Linked DNA regions of Sus scrofa: all the other regions are linked to region 1. A link is a contact called in public HiChIP or PLAC-seq data. All regions are on one chromosome and are shown on one strand. Each heading gives the region's core, a stretch centred on a gene start, on an enhancer-like site or on the middle of the called end of the contact. The rest is flanking DNA. Distances are from core to core; before and after follow the strand shown. Region 1 overlaps SSH1 (protein phosphatase Slingshot homolog 1). Region 2 overlaps ISCU (iron-sulfur cluster assembly enzyme ISCU, mitochondrial). Region 3 overlaps SELPLG (selectin P ligand).

Region 1 (3,655 bases), core at 671-3,170:
GACCAAAATAATTTCAGAAGTTTGAAAATCCCTCAAATAGATTTCATTAGAGAATACTTATAAATGTTCTGAAGAAAAAAAGAAAAACCTTTAAAATTATTTATTTGTTCCCAGCAAGATAGAAAGCATTGACAGGATCACCCTACACTTTGAGATCACTTTCTGTTGAAAGAACCCATCCTAACCAGTAGTTATAAAGATATATTTTAAGATTTGTTTAGTCTTGACTTTTAAATGCAGTAATTCAAGAAGGCCATCATGTCAGACCCACAGAATGGTGATTTTGTGGCTGTGTTGTTTAAAAAAAAAAAATGTCCAGCCATCTGTTCTTGAAGGTCTAGATTTAAACATTTTGTATCCCTGCCGCTGAGTATTTCTCAGACTGAGACAGGCAGGCATATGCTTCTGGCCAGCGTGAAGTATTTAGCTCTAAGATTCCTCCAGGCTTGAAAGTGCAACCTCAGACAGAACCAGGAGTGGTATGGGGAGCAGGGTTGCTGACTGGCCCACAGGTAAGTGTGTCTGTGCTGGGACTCTGCATTGCTGCAGGGTGGTGGGGCGGTAGGAGGGGGCTCATGGCCCTATCAGCATCCAGGCTGTCCTACACCATTTGAGGGGATTAGAATCATTCTCCCTGATACACACAATCCCAGACCTCAGTAAAATCTAAAACCCGTGCATTATTCAAGAGGTGGCATTCTGAAGTGCATCTGTTTAGCTATGCCAATCAGGTCAGTGGCCACTTTGGAGACTGGGGTGTAGGCAGGGCCGGGTAGGCAGGCAGCACCAGGGCCTGGCCTCGCTGAGCTGAGGGTTTCTAAGCTGCCTGGAAGGACAAGGGAAGACGAGGGGCGCAGACTCACCCTGAGCCCTGCAGTTCCTCCAGATTGGATGCATTCCATTCAGAGCCCTGGGGGACAGAGCACACAAACCCCTGTGAGTGTCGCTCGTCAGCCTCAGAGCTGCTACGGGACGCATGGTGTGCACTAGCCCTGACGGTGACTGGTATTTCATGGGCCCCTGGCCACTTTCAGGACTGAAAGAGGTGGATAGCAAAGCAGGTTCCTGAGGAGTTTGTGGCATCACCAGGGTACGAGCGGGCCAAGGAATCCCTGCCCCCTCTCACCAGCCCTTTCCTAAGACTCAGGCAAGGTTCTGTCACAGAGGCAGTGGCCGCTGACCTCCTATGCAGAACCAGGCACTTTCACGTGCCACTGACTAGGGGAAGTACTCTAGCAATATTAAAAGGGTGCCCACCCTCTGACCTAGAATTCCACTTACAAAAAAACTACCCTGAGGAAACACCCAGAATTCACATGGAGATATAGGTGCAAGGATAGTCATGGGCATTTATAACAAGACAATGGAAACCACCCAAAGGTCCAACAAGAAGAAATCAGTAACATAGTCAACGATGGAGCCCTGTGATGGAGCTGTTGAAATAAATCATACTTTTGGAGGATATTTAATGACACAGGGAAATACCACATAATGAAAAAGAATGAACAAAACTACGTCATCAAACAGTAGGGTTCTCTCCTTTCCTTTCTCTTTCTTTTTTAAGAAGCTATAAATGCATTAAAAAAACCAAACCCAGAAGATGGAAAAATAAACATACCAAAGTGTTAACAATGATTATCTCTAGATTTGTGAAATGAAGAAAGTTTTAAATTTTCTGCTTTAGACTTACATTTCCTAACTTTCTATCACATGTTTTTGCTTTGTATTTTAAAAATGGTATTAAGAACCCACAAACCCCCCACTTCTGAGCAGGCAAAGAACACAGAAGGGAAAACAACAAAAGAAAAAAAACACAGCTTTGCTCTTAGGAAATCCAACCGACACAGAGTCCCAAAGAGCAAAAACACCCTCTTGGTTCCCCTATAAACTTCCTTTCCAGAGAGGGTGGACCTCTCCTGGCGCGGGGAATGTGGTGCTCTGACAGAGCTGGCAGCGTGTGGGCACTGGCTAGATTTTCATATTGGAGGGAGAGGCTCAAACATAAAAATTCCTTTACTATCTCTCATGGAAAAAGTGACATAAAGTACCAAACCATACCGAAAAAATAAGAAAAACCCCTGCTAAGGTCATGAGTATCCTTTTGCTGTGATCACCACCTAGTGGAGAGACAGGCCGGAGGGGCCTTTGGTTTCATGTGCACCAGGGAAGACCATCAACTGCCCGGAGAGCAGATGAGAGGCCAGGGCTGCTTTTGTGATCCAGGCTTCATACCTACACATCTATACACATTTAAATATACATATGTTAAATGTGTATACAGAACAACATATGCAAATATATTAAACATATACTACATACATATATACACATATACACGTATTTTTTTTTCTCCCTTTTAAGGCCGCACCTGCGGCATATGGAGGTTCCAGGTTAGGGGTTGAATCCGAGAGCTGCAGCTGCCGGCCTACGCCACAGCAACGCAGGATCTGAGCCACGCCTGCAACCTACACCGCAGCTCATGCCAACGCTGGATCCTCATACTACTGAGGGAGGCCAGGGATCGAACCCGAATCCTCATGGACACCATGTCCAGTTCTTAACCCGCTGAGCCACAATGGGAACTCCTATATATTTTTGTGTTTGTTTTGCTTTGTTTTTGGCTGTGCCTGTGGCATGTGGAAGTTCCCGGGCAAGGGTCAGAACCCATGTCACAGCAGCAACAACGTTGAGTCTGTAACTGCTAGGCCACCAGGGAACTACTATAGTTAATAATATTAAATGTACATTATTTAGAGAACTACTGATTATCTCCCACAGGCAGAAAACACAATTGTTCATGCCTTCCACAGCAAATACACTTCCTCGCCCTTCCCAAGGAAGTGATTTGTTTTCAAGATGGGTACCATTTGGGAATGTCTACAGAAACTGCTCTGGGTGCTTTAAATATGTATTAACTGAATCCTCATAATTATCCCCTGAGGTATAGGAAGAAGGAAAAAAGAGGCCAAAAGACTTGCTCCCGGGCATGCAGCCGGTCAGGCCAGGGAGCGGGAACCTGCCCAGTGGGTCTGGGTTCCATTACGCAGCACTGCCGCCCTGACTGTGGTCATGTGCCTTCCTCTGCAATCCCCCCACTTTGAGACCTTGCCGGTTGCCTGCTAGGGAGGGAGATTTATAGCTTTAAGAAGATCGGAGTGAGAGATGGAGGTGAAGAGAGAGCGTGAGCCTGTGGCTGCATCAGCAGGGCTCCCTCAGTGGGCTCTGGCAGCAGGGCTGAGGGCAGCCGTGCAGACAAGCAGGGAGGACAGGACACCTAGGCATCGTTCTGGGGTCAGGTGTGCATGCTCCCTTCAGTAACCAGGGTGTTTTTCAGCCTGCAGACCATTGGAGGGGGTTCCTGTGTTAGAGACTGAACGAGATAGAGGGTGGTGTGCATCTGAAGATGCAGGCCAGTTATCTCTGCCAGAGAGCTTGCAACCAACTCCCTGTGGTGCAAACATCTGGCTCGAGGGCAAACCAGTAGGCCACAGGCCAGAGACAGGGGTCAGGAGGGGAGTTCCCACAAAGTCAGGAGGGAGGCTCCTGTTACTCCAGTTCTTCCCCCACTATGACCTGCTGCGAATGCCAAACAAATCAAGGCCTGCTTCGCAGTCCCCAAGCCAGACCCTGCCGTGTGAGGCGCCTCTTACGAGAT
Region 2 (3,655 bases), core at 592-3,091, 210 kb before region 1:
AGCTCATTAGCCACCGAATGGGTAAAGGGGAAGACGGTAAGGGTCTTGCAAATTAGAATTAAATCACAGACCCCACAAACCTGGCTCTCAGTTAAGGGATGGGTCCAGTTCCTATGATTTTTTTTTTTCCTCTAAATATCATTCTAAGAATCTCCTTTTTAATTTTGATTTCCCAGGTTTTTATTACATTCTTTTCCACATTGGGAATTACAGATAATTTTGTTAAGTGTTTTTTAGTTGGGGGTTTTTTGCGGTTGATCGTTTTAATTTTTTCAGGGGTTTGGGTGGTGTTTCATTTTTAACCAAATAGAAAAAAAGATCCTCACCTCCCCCTCTAACAAAATAGAAGTGAAAAGAAACATTTGGCTTTCTTCAAGGTTGCTGACCTTGTTACAATTTCTTAGAAGTCTGAGTCTGCTGGGGGCGGGCAGGGTGGGGGTTTGTTTTATTTCCTCCCATCAGGTTTCAGGAAGGATTGCAGATGGCTTAAGGGGGATTCATGAAATAAACTAGCCTTTCTAAAATCCTGAAGTCCTTAGAACCTCAGAAAAGTGAAACTGCAGGTGCCTGTCTTTGCAGGCCCAAGGGTCCAAGTTCAAGGAGCTGAGTCACGGAGGCTTGTGTGGAGGGAGCTGGGCAGCTCCACAGCCAGGACGCCCGCCAGGCCACGTGCCACCTGCTTCCTGTGGTTCGGGGCCTCCTGGCCGCAGGCTTCTCTGGGCCAATGAATCAGAGCCCTAACCTGTTCTGGCCAGAGGTGACTCTGAAGTGCTTTGTCCAGAACTGTCCTCAGGGAAGGAGGACATGAGGAGACAGGGCCCTGCGGGCTCTAAGAGTGTAATCAGAGTGGGGACAGGGCCTTTCTCTGACCTTGAGAGCCTCCCATCTGGGTTTCAAAGAACTGAACTTGAAGTGTAATTCAGTGGCGGTAGCAGACTTGGGAGACTGGGGGCCAGGCAGGGGGATCTGCCCCACACAGGCCTGCCTCCTGCTACGCCCTCAGGCTCTTGCCCAAACCGAGGCATCCTTCTCAGTCCTTCTCGAGGAGAAAGATTCTCCTTGGGGCAGAGGGTGCAGATGCCTCTGGCCTGGGGCCTCCCTGACGCTATTTAGCCCTTAAGAGTTGAAGGGGTTTATTCTGAATGTTTAGTGTAAAGAATCAGAAAGGCTGAGAGTCACAAAACCTGCATAGGGAGTCACTGCCTTTGAAAAAAAAAAAAAGCTTCAAGTCACTGGCCTCAGCCTGATCCCTCAGAGATTCCGAGCAGGTTCCGTTCCTGGCTGGCGGCTGTGTCTTTGCCAGCCGTGCTCAGCCAGCCGAGCAGTGCAGGGGCGACGAATGCTTCGCACTTGAGAAGCCCAGCTGCAGCCTGGCCGTGCAAGTGGGAGGCCTCTGTTTGGGGTTAATAAATGGACATCATCCCCCACCACCCGGTCGTGGGGGCCTCTTTGGCCTTTTTCATTTTCTGTCCCACCAGACAGAGCAGCGCTGAACCTGCCTGTCTTTCCCGTCTGCCCCTCAGGTGGAGGAAGCCTTGACCATCAAAAACACAGACATCGCCAAGGAGCTCTGCCTGCCCCCGGTGAAGCTGCACTGCTCCAGTAAGTCTCAGCCCCAGGATGCCCGCAGGCTTGGACGGCTGGGGCTAATTTCATAATGGCATTAACCTGCACTTATGACAGAGGCACAGGGCTTCCTCTTTGGTTGTAGAATCCATCCTTATAACCCTCTGGGGGTTAGAGCTCGCAGAGCGAGTCTCCATAACCCGCAGAGGGGAAGAGCCCCAGGGGCTGAGGCTTACAGGATGTGCCTTGGGCCAGACCCACCACGGCCTCATTTCTAAGCCTCACAACCATCCTCCAGTCCTCAGAAGGCATCCTCACCTCTCCCCCTGCAGAGGAGGAAATGAGGGCTCAGGTTAACGCACCCCCATTCCACCACTCCTCAGGGGGTGGGCCAGAACCTAAACCCCAGCCTCTAACCCCAGAATCTGTGCCGTTCCCACCCCTGTGCAATGCATTTAGGACCAGTAAAGGAGAAAATTCGGCCTTCACCACAGTCTCTGTTGCGTGTTTCATCACTTCCTCTCCAGCTGCTGTTCCTATCTGGGCTGCATCTGTGTGTGAGGAATGACTAACCCAGTTGGGCAGCAGTCCTCTCTCCACTGTCCTAAAGAGAAAGCCCAGATGCCTTAGGGCTTAGACGTGGCTGTCCCGTGCAGTTTCTGTCTTAAATCTAAAGCTTTTAAAATCTCAACCTTCTTAGGGAAAGGAGGGGATGAGAAACAGTAGCCTTAATGATGGAGGTTTACTGACCAAATTAGTTAAAAATCAGCAGAGAACCAGGCCTCCCGCCAGGGTGAGACTCACAGGAGAAGAACTCAGCGCCAAGGCAGCAATGCGCTCACGCCAACCTCAGGAGGCCGGCGGAGACGGAGCTCCTTCCACTTGAGCTGGAATTTCAAATACCCGGAATAAAGGCCATAGCCTATAAACATTTTCTCATGGTTTCAGAAAAACTCTCGCCTTTTCATTAGGCCTTCTTGGCTGCAGAAACCCTCAGCTGGTGCTCCCTGCCGTCATTCCGGCTCTCTCTACTTTTATTTTCCCCAAAGCCCCCCTTTTCATATAGACTCCAAAATAAAAGGTTTCAAACTTGAGATCACTAGAGAGTGACAGCCAATGACATCCCACCAACTGGCAGGACCTAAGTTATGCCAGCGTCACCGGCATCCACCATGCTCAATCCTGACTTCCGTGTGAGCAGCTGAGGACTGACATTTGTTATGTCCCCCCCGTGCCTCAGACTCTTTATGTCTAAAGCCCCCAAGAAAAGCATGGCTGTCCAAAGGCAGAAGAACTAAGCAGAATCTTGGCTGGCTGCCACCCCCAGGCTGTCCCTAGAGCCACCCAGTGGGAGTGACCTGGCCCAGGAAGCAGGCATCAGACCACTGGGCTTGCTGCTCTCGCCCAGCACCCTGGCAAGGTGACTCTGTTAAGCCCGTCCCAGCACCGATGCCCCCAGCTCTTAAAATTCTCTTCCTAGGGCCATTTCTATAGATTTCTAGAAACTTAGGCTCTCTTTCCTTCTCTTACTTCCAGTGCTGGCCGAAGATGCCATCAAGGCCGCCCTGGCTGATTACAAACTCAAGCAAGAACCCAAGAAAGGAGAGGCCGAGAAGACATGAGTCCTAGACGAAGCCCCCACCCCAGTCACACAAGCTGCTCCCCCTCCCACGCCGTCACCGCTTAGCAGTCACGTAGGTGTTCAGATGCCCTCTGCCCTCGCCCTACAATAAAAGAACCATGAGACCCGCACATTTGCCGTTCACATTGTGGCTCTAATGCAAGCACAATACACAGTCTAGTTGTTCTGAATCCTGTGGGTTCTCGCAGCTCACGTTTATAGCCTTACCCCAGCCCATGTCTATTGTGAATTGTGTGGAGGGCCCTTAAAACCGAAATGAGTAGTGCAGTCTCCCATTTGGGTGGTCAAGTACTAATTTTACCTGAGCCTGTTTTGGAAAAGCCTACCCGGAGAATGCCTTGGAAAGCTTGTTTGGTAGGCCCAAGTATTGTACATAACGCAGATCTGCCTTTATATAATAAAAGAAAGTAAGAACGTTTTTCTCTGGAAAGCCTTGTCTCTCCGGTC
Region 3 (3,655 bases), core at 846-3,345, 160 kb before region 1:
ACTGAGGACAGATAAGGCTCAGAGATGTAGAGTGCTTTGCCCAAAGACACAAAGCTGGCAAGTGGCAGAGATCAGATTTGAATACAGTGAAGACACGGTAAGATTCTGTGGAGACACCTGACTTTGTTGAGGGGGCAGAAGGAGCAAAGGCTTGGAAGACAGCTTAGCCTGCTGGGTTTGTGGCTGCAGTTGGGGACACATTAGGGAGAAGGGGGGAAGAATAAGGAGGACCTCAAAGCCCACATCACCCAGAAAGGTCACCCCCTCTGTACCAGGTGCTAGGCAGGGCACAAGATTAAAAGCATAGACTGTGGGGTCTAACAAAAGGATGTTCGAGTCTCAACTCTGTCCCTTATAGGCAGAATGACCTTGACCCAGCTCTTTGCCTTGCTGAGCCTCAGTTTTCTCATCTGTAAAATGGGAACAACAAATAGTACCTATCTTAGAGGGCTGTTGGGAGAATGCAATGAGATGATGGATTCAAAAGTTCCAGGCTCATAGTAGGTGCTTAATAAATGTCTCATACGCATACACACATGCACGCGCGCGCACATACACACACACACGCACACACATTCTTTGCCTCTGAACCTACCTCCAGAAGGAGGCAGAATTTTTTGCACAGGGAGTGGAGTTTTTCTTTCAGGGAAAGTATATGGCCCAATCCTGGCCCTGCTTCCCTAGGGGTGGGGGACCTTAGGAAAAAGCCATCAGCTCAGGAACATATTTCATAACTATGAAAAGACTTGCATCCACCACCCCCACTTGGACATTCTCAGTTCCTGGAAGACAGACCCCTTTGCCACTTCCTGGAAGCAGAGAGAGGAACAAAAACAGAAGACCCAACCCACTAGTTCCTGGGTCGGGGAGGTAACTGGGCGAGTCAGGGGCCAGCTTTCTGCAGCCCGGAGGCTGGGCGGGGACTGCAGAAGGGATGTGTTGTGTTCCCCAAGGGGGATCCTCTCCCCTCAGCTGCCTTCTCCCCCCACACCCATCCCACGGTCCCCTGCATGCAGAGGCAGCCTAGAGTGGACCAGAGGCCACTTCACCACTGTGTAACCTGAGCAAGTCCCTCCCCCTTCTCTGAGCCTCAGCTTCCTCATCTGTAAAATGGACAATATTGTCTCAAGGGTAAGAATGGAATGAGATGCTGCAGGGAAGGTCCCTGAGGACAGAGGAGCAGAGGAGAGGGAGGTCTCGGGCTCCAGGAGGGTATGGAGATGGGGACCTCGCTACCTTTTCCCCTGTGGGCAGCTAGGGAAATCTGGGTAAGAGCAGAGACCTCCTCGCCCTTTGGGGGTAGGATGGTGCCCCCTGGGAGAGCCCATACCTCCCTGCCAGGGCCTGTATCAGGCGACCAGCTCACCCTGGACATCCCCACCATTAACACTGGAAATGTGTCGCCCAGCCTGGTGCCTGGGCTTTGAAGGTAAGGGACCAGGGATAGAGCAGCCTTGAGCCAGACTGTGGCCAGGCAGCCATCGGCCCACGTGACTGAAACCCACACGGCTCCCCGATCCTTAACCCACTGAGCGAGGCCAGGGATGGAACCCGCATCCTCATGGATACTAGTTGGGCTCGTGACTGCTGAACCATAACGGGAACTTCCAATAACCCTGTCTTCTGAGCTAACCCTGTAGGAGCCTTGCTAGCCCCTTCAAGACAGGACAGAGTTTTGTGTCATTAGCCTGCTGTGGCCTCCTTTGCCTGGAAAAGCAGTAAAGCTGTTTTTTCTGCTTCACCCAAAGATTTTGTCTCTGAGACTTAACGGGTGCCAGGGTACAGAGACCGGTTTCAGCTACAATGTTGGGGACTTTAGCACTGGCTGGTATGGCTCCCATTACACCGATGAGGGAAGCAAAGCTCAGGACACATAGTCACTCCCTCCGGGCCCCATCTTTCACCTCTTCTCTCCTCTGATGGCAGGAAAACAGTCACCACAGGAGTGGGGTGGGCAGGGCTCAGAAAGAGGGCTAAGACGTGCCACATCCTATTTGCCTTGTTGCTTGCCTAACGGGGGAGGTCACACACTACTCATTTCCCGTCTTTCACCCTCAACCAGGGTGCTTCTGCCCCGAGCCCCACCCAGGCTGCGGGGAGGGGTGAGCTAGCTGCCAGGGCCACACCCCAGCTCCAGAGACTGTGCTTTGCGGCTGCCCTGGACTACTCAAGAAGGATGCTCATGGGACTCCAAGAAGCTTGGGATCTCCTGCTTGGAATCTTGGATCCCAGGGGTTCCATCATTCAAGATCTTGGAATCTGAGGATTTGAAAGACTGAGCATCTCAGGATGTGGGCTGAGCAGCCTGAGAAGAGAAGAGGCTCAAATCAACAAGGAGAGCCAGGGGTGCCCCACATCCCAGAGCCAGTCTGAGTCCTGGTAAGCTGGTCGTAACCCAGCAGGACCCGGTGGGGCCTTCCTGGGACAGACCCCCTCCCCCGTATCCTCTGCCTTGACTCCTCCTGGAGTACCTAGAGGACAGTAGCTGATGGACATGTCTTGAGTCCCTCTACAGATACCAAAACCCCCACCAGACAGGCGAAATTAACTACTTGATGACTCCTTGGAGCCTAAGGATTGATCAGGTTAACCCTGGTGATACTGCCCTGTTACCTCATCATCAACGAAGCAGAGAATTGTACACAAGCTGATCACAGACCCTGGGAGTCTTCTCCTTCACCTGACCTTTAAAAAATGCTTTGCTGAAGCTCCTTGGGGAGTTCTGGCTTTTTGAGCTGTCCGGACTCCTTGTCTGGAGCCTTACGATAAATGCTGCAATTTCCTTCACAACCCAGTGTCAGTAGATTGGCTCTGCTGCACGCAGGTGAGCAGAACTAAGTTTTGGTTCAGTAACAGACAGGCCCTGGCCCAGCTCTGGATCAAATCTAGTATCACATCAGATCCAGTCCCAGCTCTGTCACGTACAAGCTGTGTGACTTTGGGCAACTGAACAGATGTCTCTGAGCCACGGGTTTAATAGTACCTACACTTCATGGGTTTGTTATGGGTGGAAGTGAGCTGATCCAGGTTGAGTGTTACCACACAGAAAGTGCTTGATAAAGGCCAGCTGTTGTCATTGTCATTCTGCATCCTGAAAAGTCCCCAACACTGAGACAGTTTTGACACACCCCTGACCTCGTCAGTCAGAGAAAGCTGGGGGCCGGGAGCCCTAGAAAGCTTTCTCCACAGCAAGCCCTGGGCAGCGTACACAGCCTCGGCCTCTGGTTTGTGACTCACAGGTTCAAAGTGTAGACAATGTGCTGGGCACTGTTTTATACATGAATTATTAGCTCGCTCAGGCCCCAAAACCTCCACATATTAACCCCACGTGAAAGATGGGGAAACTGAGGCCCACTTGGCCCACACAAACAACGAGAGGGAATGGGGAACTTGAAACTGGGTGGTCTTGCTCCAGAGCCCACTTCAAAGTTATAGTTCCGGGAGTTCCCGTCGTGGCGCAGTGGTTAACGAATCGGACTAGGAACCATGAGGTTGCGGGTTCGGTCCCTGCCCTTGCTCAGTGGGTTAACGATCTGGCGTTGCCGTGAGCTGTGGTGTAGGTTGCAGACGCGGCTCGGATCCCGCGTTGCTGTGGCTCTGGCGTAGGCCGGTGGCTACAGCTCCGATTCAACCCCTAGCTTGGGAACCTCCATAT

What was found. HiChIP or PLAC-seq counts read pairs in DNA pulled down with a chosen protein or histone mark.
Region 2: a contact with region 1 is called in an H3K27ac HiChIP or PLAC-seq map of alveolar macrophages. The contact joins two enhancer-like sites. A contact is called at or near these places in 1 of 5 promoter capture datasets (fetal skeletal muscle), 12 of 47 Hi-C or Micro-C datasets (alveolar macrophages, embryonic fibroblasts, epiblast stem cells and 8 more) and 2 of 2 datasets of contacts at active chromatin or transcription factors (alveolar macrophages and skeletal muscle).
Region 3: a contact with region 1 is called in an H3K27ac HiChIP or PLAC-seq map of alveolar macrophages. The contact joins two enhancer-like sites. A contact is called at or near these places in 1 of 47 Hi-C or Micro-C datasets (embryonic fibroblasts) and 1 of 2 datasets of contacts at active chromatin or transcription factors (alveolar macrophages).

Annotation. Positions count from the first base shown.
Region 1 is chr14:42,011,101-42,014,755 of Sscrofa11.1, reverse strand. It overlaps SSH1 (protein phosphatase Slingshot homolog 1), which reads right to left. Exons shown (of 16, transcript XM_001929329.5): 10 at 3,651-3,655; 11 at 864-910. Among named protein-coding and RNA genes, the nearest start is that of SSH1, 49 kb to the right of the region's middle. Within about 2 kb of position 1,920, at least 19 of the 83 cell types and tissues checked have an H3K27ac peak or open chromatin away from gene starts, as enhancers often do. A contact at or near this core is called in alveolar macrophages, embryonic fibroblasts and retroperitoneal adipose tissue, where this site is marked.
Region 2 is chr14:42,216,082-42,219,736 of Sscrofa11.1, reverse strand. ISCU (iron-sulfur cluster assembly enzyme ISCU, mitochondrial) reads left to right here. Exons shown (of 6, transcript XM_003359136.3): 4 at 1-36; 5 at 1,524-1,602; 6 at 3,103-3,634. The coding sequence ends at 3,188. The region is part of intron 1 of LOC106507249 (a long non-coding RNA gene); the gene reads right to left. Among named protein-coding and RNA genes, the nearest start is that of ISCU, 4.7 kb to the left of the region's middle. Within about 2 kb of position 1,841, at least 19 of the 83 cell types and tissues checked have an H3K27ac peak or open chromatin away from gene starts, as enhancers often do. A contact at or near this core is called in alveolar macrophages, embryonic fibroblasts and retroperitoneal adipose tissue, where this site is marked.
Region 3 is chr14:42,167,646-42,171,300 of Sscrofa11.1, reverse strand. The region is part of intron 1 of SELPLG (selectin P ligand); the gene reads right to left. Among named protein-coding and RNA genes, the nearest start is that of SELPLG, 11 kb to the right of the region's middle. Within about 2 kb of position 2,095, at least 10 of the 83 cell types and tissues checked have an H3K27ac peak or open chromatin away from gene starts, as enhancers often do. A contact at or near this core is called in alveolar macrophages, where this site is marked.